Regions from separate parts of the Mus musculus genome. Here regions 2 and 3 are each linked to region 1. Evidence: chromatin contacts called from public HiChIP or PLAC-seq and Micro-C data. All regions are on one chromosome and are shown on one strand. The core of a region is the stretch at or near the end of the contact, and the rest is flanking DNA. Distances in the headings are between cores, read along the strand shown.

Region 1 (3,982 bases), core at 622-3,121:
AGTTTCACTTTCACATACCTTTTAGTTTGCATGGAATTATGTCTTTTGACAATCTTCTATTCATCTGTTAACATGTAGAGCAGTGTTACCTCTAGCATAAATGTATATGTTTATGAGGAATTTCTTCTTAGTCACTTTGTACATCTACTGTGTCAACACAGGGTTTGTATATGAAGAAGGGTCATTGATTTGCAATTGTAAAGGTGAATAAAAAAGAAAGATGACTATTACTGCTTAGCTTTGTAGAGTACCTCATTAATGGACATAATGACCCTTTATATTTTCTCTAACATTGAAATTATTGATAAATGACTGCAGGTATTACAAATTCCCCATCTCTGGCATATTTACTCTTGTAAATGTGTATCTTCAAAGTTACTTTAGAACCTCATATTAAGCTGCAACCATCAGGAGTATGTGTGGTGTGACTCTGGAGATGTTTTACTATTCTTTTAGAATAAGTCAATTAGTTAAGCAAACATCTACCTCAAATCCCATCTTAAATTTCATCTTAAATTTGCAGTGACTTGAAGGCCAACCATCTGCATGTACTTTTTTGTGTTTATTCAATAAGAAAGTCTTCTTTCTTTACAAATGTGTATAGACACTTCTGTTTGTTGATAGGACTTACTTCTTTATCAATACAATAGATGCAGCTAGAGCATGTGACCAAAGGAAGGCAATTTAGTGTTTAGACACCACTGAAAATACAGTTTTTAAAATATTTACTGGCTCTCTGGTTGCCATAAAGTTTCATTTTAAATTTATAGTCCATTTGAAAATTATATCTTATTAACATTTTTAGGGCTTTGCAAAGGTTTTACATGGCATAGGCTTTTAAATAGTATCTAAAATGTATATTTCATTAGATTATCATTCAGTAGGGTATATTCTGTAAATATGCACATACTATTTATACATTGTATTATGTTCAGAATTAATTACATGTTTTTGTCTTATAATTACACATTACAGAAAAGTTAAGGCTGATTTTCAGAAGATCAATAGCCAGCAGAAAATGACACAAAATGTTTTATGTATAACCATTGTTTAAATGTCAGTTTTTAGTACTAGTCTTTTAACATTAATGAGTAGTTTTGGAAAGATCACTGGATGTTCATTAGTTCCTGGGCTCACACAGATTTCTTTTCCAGATGAAAATAGAAAATGTATGTAGGCATTTTATACACTTCAATCTGAGAATGTGTAAAACCTATCTACAGTTGGGTGACTAAGGTCTGGAATTAGAATGAAACCAGACTACTCTCGGAGGACTTTATTAAGCTAGAATGTTCAACTAGAGAGCAGGCACTTTGTCTTGTATTGTACAGAGTGATGAGCCATTGCAAATAGCTCCTTTTTTATTGAATGCTTACTCTGTGTCACAGTAGGTTATGTATGTTAAGTGCTTCACGTACTTTTTCTCTTCATCCTTATAAGTATTCAGAGTACTGTGTTTCTCATTTACAGTTGAAGAAACAGATTTAGAGAGGTTAGAAAAAGAACAGAAATACAAATTTGGCAGCAATTCCATTCTCCTGACCAGAGGCAAGTGAGAGTTGGGAGTTTTATAAAGATCACTCTGGTAAAGTACAAGAAAAGCCTGCAGGAAAACCATCCATAGTTCACATGCCTATCCAAGGATCTCATCCTAAGTCTCCAGGCCTCTCCATTTCAGAACATCTTGGACCTCTCCTCACGATTCTTTTACCCTGACGTTAGGGCCTGCCTAGGAAGTGGGGTTTTGTTCACTTTTTCTAGGTCGCAAACCAAACTCGTCCGAGATCAGACCGCGGCTCCAGTGGTCCCTGGCGGGGGTGGGGCGCATGCGCGCGGTTGCTAAGAAACGGCGATCCAGGCGCCGCGGTGGTAACTGCGCCGGGGCTGTGTGTGTAGGCAGCAGCGCCAGAGGAAGAGGAGCACGAGGATGCAGCTGCGACCGCGGCCCCAAGAGGGAGCAGCCACTGTTCTGTGGTCGCGGGGCCAAAGCAATTGGAATTAAGCCTGGGGGGTCCTGTTGCTGAGAGGACCGGGGCAGACGGTCCTGCCAGAAGCGCAGGCCTAGTATTCCGGGAGAGTTCGGTCTGCTGGGCGAAGGCCTGCCGCCTTTGCTTCCTCCTGGCCCTCCAAGTCGATGGTGGTGAAGTTGGTGGCCGCCAGGGGCACAAGCGCCAGGCTGGTTCTCTTGCACCCGGCGCTTATCTGGCCCTGCTTGAACAGCTGCGACGCCGCCTCCTCTCTTCCGCGGATCCCACCCTCAGCGGCGGGGGAGGGGGAAAGTTTTCCCCTCCGCAGGGGCTGCATGGTGCGAGGCGACAACAAGACCTTAGGAGAGTAGGGGTGAGTAGTGGCACCGCAGTCTCCTGGTGCTCAAGCTGTTTTCTGGTCTTAGGGTCTCTGGGGCCCCAGCAGGCCAATGAAGCTCTGCACTCTCATTCAGAAGCTTCTGACACCCTTCCTGCATCTGCTCGCGGGTAATTTCTTCCAGTTAGTTTTCCTTTTGAAAGCCGTCACTTTGTGATCTCAATCCTGGCTTCCAGAAACATAGTGTCAGTGATTAAGGCCTGGGGTTGCTTCTTAGATGCTGATGATTCTAAGTACAGTCGTGCACCTTCTTAGTCTCTGGTCTGGAAACAGATTCTTCTAGTGCCCTGTTCACATTTTACTCCTTGTTCTAACTGTGGCTCTGACTCTTGATCACGGGAGACAGCCTGACCTGACCTGAGGCTTGTCAAGAGCCCATCCTCCGCATTGCTGATGCTTCATGACGAAAGAATTGACCAGATAGCTTGAGTGGTACCTTACTTTGCAGTATTGTTTATACTCATGTGCAGTAGGCAAGCCATATGCCTAGCCCCTGATTCTTAGCATGTAAAGCTAGGCAGATATTAGTTATGTTAAATAATAGTGATAATAAGACAAAACTAGTGACATGTCCTATTTGACAACCAAAGTACCACCAAACTTGAGAAGTGGACAAAGTAAAATATTGACAATAGGGGAAACATTTTACAAAGTATTCTTCATCAAAAATGACTCACGTCTTCATTTAAAAATGTGTTGGTGAAACTTAGATACTCTTAATAAAAATAAAGATAGTTGTGACTTATTTGTTCTTCTTAAATTAGAGTATAAGGTATAGTTGAAAATAGTCAACTTCTCTCAAAAACATTTGGCCCAAGACACCCAAAGTGAGACTTTGGATACCATGATTAGATAAGGTTCTAAAGTTGCAAGGCGTTTTTCACAATTATTTTGAGGTGTGAGACTGTTACTTTAAAAGCAGATGTGAAAATTTACAGTTCCCAGTTGACCCTTTTCAAACGTGAACTCAATTTGAATTGATGTATAATTTTAATTGCAAGGTACTCCTGTGGGCTGACAACAAAAGATGGGTTCTTTTATTTCACTCTCTTCCATCCTGACAGTTTTAAGCCATTTCAGGTCTCTTATCTAAAAAGAAGTGGAGAAAAAGAAGCACATTGGTGGAAAAGCTAAATTTAGTTTTCGGTTACCTCTTTTAAGCTAGAGAACTTTAAAAAGTATATAGATGCTGTGTGTGATTAGGTAACTTTGGCTAGTGAATCTGTTAACACTTCCAGTTTCTTGATAGTTTTAGGGAAAATGTCTTATATGGATTGCTTTTGTGTTTGAGATGTTCCTGTGTTTAAAGTATAATACTAGGGGAAAAAATAGTTTTCTACCTCGATGTGAGTTATCTGCTATGCATTGGCAGACAGGCATGCTTCAGGAGCCTAGATTTCAAACTTAGAGGTCGTTTCTGTTTGCAAAAGGTCTTGATGAATTTTACTCCTAATTATTTGAAATACTATTACATCTAAAGGAAAAGAATTTGACAATAATGAATATGGTCAAGTAAGTACCACATAGCCTAGCATTCCCACAAACTGTCATAAACATATGGGAAAATGATATTTTGTTTTGCAAGTGCTGTTAAGGACTTGATCATTAAATTCTGGAA
Region 2 (3,982 bases), core at 471-2,970, 380 kb after region 1:
AGTGCCAAGATCTTTTAGGCTCTAGGTGAACATGAATGAAGAAATCAGTGAGTTCCTTTAAATTTGGGAGGTTGAATTGGGTGGAGGGTCCATGGGCCATGGCAGTATCAAGGATTGATTGGCTACCATGTCTACTCCTGCTACTGAAGTCTTCTGAAAGGTGCTATTTTTCCTTGAGGCAAATACTTGGGTTTTGACAGAGAACGTTCTTTTTCCCCCCCCCACCTGTCAATGAACTGCGGTATCAGTGACAGAAATAGAGGCATGTTGGCTCATGAGTGTAAATGCAAGACTTTATACAACCTTTATGTTGTAGGCTACTGAATAGGCTACTTCTTTCTCCTCTTTTTGTAATGTTTGGATGGGAAAGAACCTTGGAAACCCTGTAGTTTGGTCATTGTTAAGGAAGGGGAAACTCAATACTAGAGGGGGGAAGGGAATTACCCAAGAAAGTGCAGAGGACACAGGCTGAGTTCATGATGAAACAATGATCTGAAGCCTGGTGAGTGTTGAGGTGTCCTTTCCACTATTCTGTGTTTGACTCTCCATCACTGAGGTATATGGTAATTTACTTCATGAAAGACACACAACCCATGCTCCTGCACAGTTGCCAGAACTGGAGGGCATATATCACCCGAGAGTCTTATACTCTTATCAAAAAGTGAATGTCTGCCTGGTATTGTCTGAGCACTAAGGTGGTAGAAACAGGAGGACTGGGAATGCAAGTCAACTGGCTGCTGTTAGTGCGCTGTGTCAAAGCAAGTGAATGTATAGAACCGGTGTCAGACATCTGCAATCTAGTTGAGGTAGTAGGATTATGAGTTCAAGACAAACCTAAGCCAGTGTCTTAGAACTGAGAGTTCAAGACAAACCTAAGCTAAATAATGAGTTTAGAGCCAGCTCTGGTGACAGACAAAACAAATCCAAAATGTTGGGGAAGGACTAAGGAAAAGACCAAGACACTGATGTGAGGAGAGTGGGAATTGGAGGACTGAAAGTGAACATAGAAGACAGATAATTGGAAAAGGATCCCAGTTCTGGAGAAAATGAAATAAATAAATAATAAACAAACAAACAAACAAACAAACAAATAAATACAAGGTCGAAGGAAATGTCACAGGTTAAATGAGTCCTCTAGAAGGGAGTGAACTGTTGAGGAGGAGCTGAAGTTTAGCCCAGAAGTTTCCTGAGGAGTAGCAGAACTCTCAGGAGCTGCTATGGACAGCAGAGGATTTGTTGTGGTCCCAGGGAACTTAGGTGTGGCATGATTGGAGGTCACAGAGAAAAAGAGGAGTTCAAATGTCCACAAGCGGGAACTTTCTAACCAACAAGGCTTCCTAGAGAGGGAACTCAGCAGTTCTACTAGGCAACGGGTTCCCAACATTGGTAACTCATGGTTCAGGGCTGAAAAGCATCTGCTAGGGTGTGGCCCCCCAGTCAAGCTCTGGCTCAGACTGGGGGCGGAGTCAGATGGTCGAAACTTGGAGGGAGGGGGGCAGTGAGGAAAGGTGGGAGGGGGCAGAGTGGGCACTAGTGGGGAGTGGGAGTCCTTGGGGAGTTTTGGCCCCGAGCCTGGCCCCCCACGTGGCCAGAGTAGCCTCTCTGGGCTGGGCCGGGCTGGGCGGGGCGATGCCCGAAGCCGCGGGCAGGCTGGCGGGAGGGCGGGGAGAGGCGCGGAAGCCCGGCCACATAAAGGAGCGAGCAGCGCAACGGGGGCGGCTCTTTCCTGGGTGGGGTTTGTAAAGTCGTGGCCCGTTAGCAGGAAGCGGAGCAGTCGCCCAACGCTAGAGTGGGACCCAATCTGAGCACCCGGTTCTCCGGAGTCCTTGCCGAAGTGTACTGCGCGCTCAGAGCAGCCCGACAGTTTCCAGCCAAACTTCACCAACTCCTCTGCCCTTGCCGCCACCATGCCGAAGACGGTGAGTGCCGACAACTAGCGCGGTCGGCCCTGGGGGCTCCAAGCTTGACCCTTGCCACTTTATGGCTTCGGGCTTGGTTGCTCACAGGCCTGCCGGGGATGCTGGGCTGTCCACTAAGGCCCTAGGAAGGAGAAGATAGTGGAGCCCTAATTTGAGCGCTCTAGAGGGTGACAGGGTGTACAAACTAGAAGTGTGGATAAGGAGGAGCCAGCCTTTCTCGGGTTCCAGTTCCCCGCCTCTGGGATGAGACAGTGGAAACTCTTTGAGGGACTGGATCAATCCCCTATTCTAAAGGGTCGTTGGGAACTGGGGAAACGACTTTACTTTTGAGAACATTTCCCCGGCCCAGGAATTGGCGCCTTTCTGTAGCAAAGCTATCACTGTCTCAGAAGAGCCCCCAAGCTTACAGAGAAGCGGGGAGGAGAGAGGAAGTTGCCCAGGGCGGATCCCGCACACCCATCCACCTTTCCCATAACCGCCCCTCTTCTACCCCACTTCTGCTCTGTCCCCTTCCACCGCGTCTTAGCCCCAACTGCTTTCCCCAGGGAAATGAAGATTTGTGAAGGGTCTCATCAACTGGGTTACTTTACCCAGGGGTACAAACACTTCATTAGGCACAAGTCTGTGGAGGGGCCCACACAACCCACTGGAAGACAGGGCAGGTTTCTCTTCCTCTATTAAATCCCTGTCAGACATAGTGCCTCTCTATCCCCTCAGGACCGTTTTGTGAGGTATAGGTTTTCTCCTGTGGGGGCCACACCTATCTAGTGTGGTGGTTGATTTGAGATCTGGTCTCCACCCCACTGGCTGTTGCTCGCAGAAGCCTCCAGGGAGTGAGGCCTAGGGGGGCCGGATGCCCAGTAGGGAGGGGTGGGGGAGGGGTATGTGCTTGACTAATGAGCTCTGCTTGCTTTTGTGCAAGTCACGCCAGGTCCTTGCTCATGAAGGCCCTATGACCACCGTGAATTATGTTTCTTAGGTAATGGGGCTTGCTGGGCTCCCATGTTGTATATTGCTAGCCTACCCATCTCTCTAGTACTGCCTGAGCCTGGTAGAACTGAGACAGTGACTAGGATGCTGGAGAAGGGATGAGGGTGCCTCGGAAGAGAGGAGAGTGAATAGATACAGGAGGTCTTTGTGTCTATATTGAAGTTTCCTTGCTACCCTTACTGTATTCTAGCTACACTGCCTAATCGTCCTTGCCTTCTCAGAACTCTGTTCTTAAGAAATACCAAGGTGGGGTTTTTTTTTGGGGGGGTTCTTTTCTTTTTTTTATTTTTTATTTTTTGAGAGAGTCTCCTGGTCTTATATAAAAGTATACTTTGTGAAAGTATATACATATGTGAAATTACAATTTGCTCCCCTCCTCCACTGCCCTCCTGTCGCCTCCTTCACCCCAAGACTTCCGTTCGGCAGGCAGGTTTCCTTCCTCCCCTCAGTTGTCTTCCCTTCTGTTTTCTTATCACATGTATTCCATTTCGGGGCTTTTTACTTGGGCAGGATCTTACCCTATAACCTAGGCTGGCATGGGACTCCCGATGTAATGTAGGTGGCTTTCAGATTTTTTTTTTTTTTTTTTTTGCCAGTCTTCCTGCTTCAGCCTCCACAGTGCTGAGATTACAGGCTTGAGCCATCATGCCTGGCTTGTTCATTTGTTTTGATAGAGGGTTTGATTCTAGCCAAGGCTGGTTTGAACTCACATTGTAGCCTGAGATATACTTAAAAACTCTTTTGGAAGTAGTTCTTCTCAAGTGCAGGGATTGTAGCCACCACTAAACCCGGCTTCCACTCCTTCTGTACCGTGTACTCAACCATTTCTAAATTATGAAAGATACGAAATAGTAGTGTAAAATCAGATTTCTTCGTTTGTGTTAGAGAAAGTCAGTTTCGCTGTTAAAGCTAATTTGTTCTAGCAGGCAGCCTACTTTAAATATGTTGAAATACACCTTTTTTGGACTGTCTCTGGTTGCTAGTTCCCAAAGTCTGGTCTTTGATGTTTTTCAAGACAAGGTCCTATACTGTTGTAGCAGAGGTTGGTCTCCAGCTCCTAGCCATCTCAACAG
Region 3 (3,982 bases), core at 504-3,003, 270 kb before region 1:
AATTAGGTAGGGGTGAAAATAATGTGGTATCCCCAATCCTAGCTTGGGTGTATGTGTGTGTGTCTATATAGCTATATCTATAGATAGATAGATAGATAGATAGATAGATAGATAGATAGATAGATATCCCATGTTAACGTTACAAAGTAAGAGATTTATTTACTGGGTCTCAATGCCCCACTATAAAGCTGTCCAGCCTGCACAGTCCCTTAGTCAAATCCCCTCTCTTATTCTTCAGGAATGCCTTAATAGTCCAGAGTGGTGCACAGAGTAGGGCACTCGAAGGAATGGGCTTTGTTGGAATCTCCAATGGTAGGACAGAAAGTCCAACAATGCAGTGCCCGGAGACCAGTCCATACCAGTGTTGCTGAGGCAGGCCAGCCAGAGACGCAGAAGACATATGCGAACAGGGCTGTCTACACTTCTCTCAAGGCGAGTCCAGCGACAGGGAGGATGGTCCTGCTGTATTAGTCCCGCTGCCGCCTTTGCCTCCCATGGCTCATCTGGCAAGCTTAGCCCCTCAAAGGGGAGCTCAGGAGAAATCACGCCTTTGGGCGGTCACCAGTGTCAGAGGTGTCTGCAGCAGACAATGACAGCAGTCTGGCAGGCTGGGTATTTTAAGTAACTGAGAAGTTGTAGGATTTGTCTGCCTTATATATACTGTGTGTTCTTTACTACAACGACGGCCCCCTCCGCCTCTAGCAGGGAAATCCCCCCACAATATTGTGCCTATTGCTATTTTAAACCAAAGGCTGGAGAGAAAAAGAAAAAAAAACGCGCCCTATGCCCTACAAGGGAAAAGAGGCGCGTAGGGGGTGGGGGCGGCAACAAAGCGGCCTTGCAGCTCTAACCCAAGGGCCAGTAAGAGCTCCTGGTCCAGCCCGCCTGCAATGGGGGTGGGAGCCAAACGACAGACTGGAGGCCCAGGAGGGGGTGCGGCTGGTTGGGACCATAGGACCAAGGTTCCAGGATAAGTGGGAAGTTCAGAAACCCAACTGTGCTCCCTTGAGGAGGAACAGACTGTGGATATCTTAATCCACCCTAAAGCCAGTCTCAGTCTGGCCATAAGCGAGCGCGCCAGCTTCCTCTGCAGAGGAGAGACATAGGAGATGCACCGCAGAGGGGAGGGGCCACAGCAAGGCCTCGCGGGTGAGCAGCACCGGCCTAACAGCTGTTCCAGAAAATATACTACAAACAAAGATAAGGAGTTCCCGGCCTGCAAATGCGTTCTCCGGGTGCTGGCTAGCGGCGCCCTTCCCGGAACCACGCAACAGCACGTGTGGGCCCATCCCAGCCTCCCATTACAACCTAGAGGCGTAGCCCAGGATAGTCCGCCCGCCTTCCGGCCCTCCCACCCCACCCCCCAGCCACGGTCGCCCGGACCCTAAAGACTAACGGCCGCTGGGCCCTTCGCTGGACAGTACGCAAAGCGAGTTCAAAGAAAGACCAGCAAGAGGCTGGGACTCCGATCAGCCAGGCTCTGGAAACCCTAGTCCAGGAGACCAGAGCGGAGCACGCGGGGATGCACTAGACCTTCAGCAGGATGGCTCTTAGCTGTGTGCAATGCTTACCCTGCCAGGTCCAGCTCCCAGCGCTGTTTATTGTCTGCTGCGCTGCTCCGATTTGAGCTGGAGCCTCTGCTGAGAACGCCACCACTGCTCCTGCCGCAGCCTTCACCGGGACTACAGCAGTCTTCTGCGCCGACTACCCTTCTCCAGGCTCTGGGCAGCTCCCCCATACCCCCTTCACCCCGGACTCCACAGTTATAGGGTGGGACGTCCGTGATATGATTGGCAGGCATACAGTCCAATCATGACGGCTGGAAGGCATGCCCTCGCCCGCCCACTGTTTTCCTTGGTGCTTCTCTCTTTAAATGCAAATAAATCGGGCGTGGTATTGGCAGGGGGGCGGAGAGGTTGTCGAACCCCTTGCAGGGACTCCCTACTTCCGCTCCCACGCGGGGCGGGTTTCAGCGTGGCTACACACCCTACTCCCGGAGCTAGTCCCGCCCAAATGGGACTTGCCAGACTCTTGGAACTCGGTTTCGATTTTGCATACATTCCTCATTCCTTAACTTGGTGCTTTTGCGCTACTGCTCCCAGGTTGCTACCAAAGAGTTTCTCCACTCAGTTCGAGACTAGCTGTGAGAAGTGGGGGAGAAAAGGAAGGAGCCAGAGATTGTGGGGCCTGCAGAAACCTTTAGCACCATGGTTGGCTAATTATTAAGAGTGGCAGCAGGGCCAGGTGGCTGGTCTTCCCAGAGAGGAAATCACCTGTCAGGAAAGTGACCTGCCTCTTGGTCCTCCCACCCCCACACCACCTGGCTCCTTAGCCCTGCACTTTCCTTGCTTGCCCCAGGCTCTTAGGGAAGGCAAGATTGAGGTCAACTACCATCAGTGCTGCCTGGGAAAAGGCACTTCACCTCCGTTACTTAGACTGCCAGTAACTGGGACATATTTGGAATATAGACCTATACTTACCTTTCAGGGTACCTTTCACTTTTCTTCCCTAGGAAAATAACTGTTTTTAGAGTATACTATTTCAATAGTTGGCCTCTCACCTAAATTCCATACCTTCCAACGAACATGGAATGATTCTCAAGATCTCCAGGCGGGCAGTGGTGGCACATGCCTTTAATCCCAGCACTCGGGAGGCAGAGGCATGCGGATTTCTGAGTCTGAGGCTAGTCTGGTCTACAATGTGAGTTCCAGGACAGCCAGGGCTATACAGAGAAACCCTGTCTCCAAAAACAAAAGCAAAATTAAACAAACAAAGATCTCCAGAGCACACTTCATCAATTGTGAGTCTGGTCTGTGCAGATCCCTTTTCTAGATAGGGAAAGAAGTTTTGTGTGAGCCCTAACCAGAGGTCATACTGAGGAACACTGAGGAGGCCTGTCAGACCAGCCTTACAGGCTACTGTGTCTGGAATGTGGCAACGGGCCAGCTGAGCTTAGGCCTCTAACTAGCCTAAAGACATTAAGTGGCATTAGTAACTGCCAGTGCCAGGTGAGCTGGAGCAACAAAGAATCCGGTTGTATAACCAGCTCTGGAATGTACAGAAATCCCAGCTTGAAAACTCCTTCAATGTCTAAAAGGGGAGGGAGAAGTGAATTGAGGGTGAGGATCAGAGAAGGATTAGAAAACAATGGCAGTCCCCACCTCCAACCCCCAATGAATAGTCACCTGTTGCCCTGTTGGATCTTGTCTACCTTGTAAATACACAGAAGCTGAACTAGTGAGACGTGGACTGCTGCCACTGCCTGTGTGAAGCTAAGGAATTGTTGTGGCTGTTAAGGGCTGGCATCTATCTACTCTTCTTTCTGCCTCAGACTTGCTATGAGACCTTGGCCAACCTGGTCTCCCATCGGAGCCAATTATTCGATTTTCCCAAAGAGGTAAGAAACTTGATCAGTTCAACTCAATCCTTTCTATAATATTTCATGACCTTCAATGAGATTCTAGATATCTTCACCAAAAATTTGCAATATGAATCAGAATCAGAGTCCTAGGCCTGGATCTCAGTAAACATTGAATGGCAACCTGCTGCTAACTCAGTATAGCTTTGCTGTAGAAATCATTCCCCCAGCCTGCTTTGAATGGCCGGACTATAACATTTCCTTGGATCTCTGCTTTCCAGCTTTGCAAAACCCCAATTCTCATTTGTTAGGCTGGACATGCCGTATTTCCTATTCATACTCTATCATACTCTGCTAACCTGTGTCTCTGTCATTTGAAACTTGCTCACATTTCAAACAGATTCTTGCTTTGTTTTTTTTTTAATTAGACCAAGATTATTATTTGGAAAAGATAGTTTGAAAATATGGAGTCCAGGGAAACAAAAGACAAGACAATCCTGGATGTGAGAACATGTGCAAAACAACCAGATTGTGGCCTTGAAAAAGCCCTGAGCGAGTCTGCTCCTGTGAAGACTCCATATTTCAATCCATCCTAGAGCAACCACTGCACTCAGAGCAGTTGGT

The links. Hi-C and Micro-C count contacts between places; a contact is called where the count stands out from the background. HiChIP or PLAC-seq counts read pairs in DNA pulled down with a chosen protein or histone mark.
Region 2: a contact with region 1 is called in an H3K27ac HiChIP or PLAC-seq map of microglia, with 5 times the contacts expected there. The contact joins the promoter of Msn here to the promoter of Zc3h12b in region 1. A contact is called at or near these places in 1 of 39 promoter capture datasets (pre-B cells) and 2 of 115 datasets of contacts at active chromatin or transcription factors (the SCID.adh cell line and microglia).
Region 3: a Micro-C map of embryonic stem cells shows a contact between it and region 1, with 7 times the contacts expected there. The contact joins the promoter of Amer1 here to the promoter of Zc3h12b in region 1. A contact is called at or near these places in 2 of 39 promoter capture datasets (cranial neural crest and pre-B cells), 10 of 484 Hi-C or Micro-C datasets (CD4 T cells, LSK cells, the N1E-115 cell line and 4 more) and 4 of 115 datasets of contacts at active chromatin or transcription factors (astrocytes, cardiomyocytes, embryonic limb bud and 1 more).

Annotation. Positions count from the first base shown.
Region 1 is chrX:95,709,807-95,713,788 of GRCm38.p6, forward strand. It overlaps Zc3h12b (zinc finger CCCH-type containing 12B), which reads left to right and starts at 1,872. Exons shown (of 9, transcript NM_001034907.3): 1 at 1,872-2,340.
Region 2 is chrX:96,094,325-96,098,306 of GRCm38.p6, forward strand. It overlaps Msn (moesin), which reads left to right and starts at 1,721. Exons shown (of 13, transcript NM_010833.2): 1 at 1,721-1,919. The coding sequence starts at 1,908.
Region 3 is chrX:95,443,087-95,447,068 of GRCm38.p6, forward strand. Amer1 (APC membrane recruitment 1) reads right to left here and starts at 1,754. Exons shown (of 2, transcript NM_175179.4): 1 at 1,572-1,754.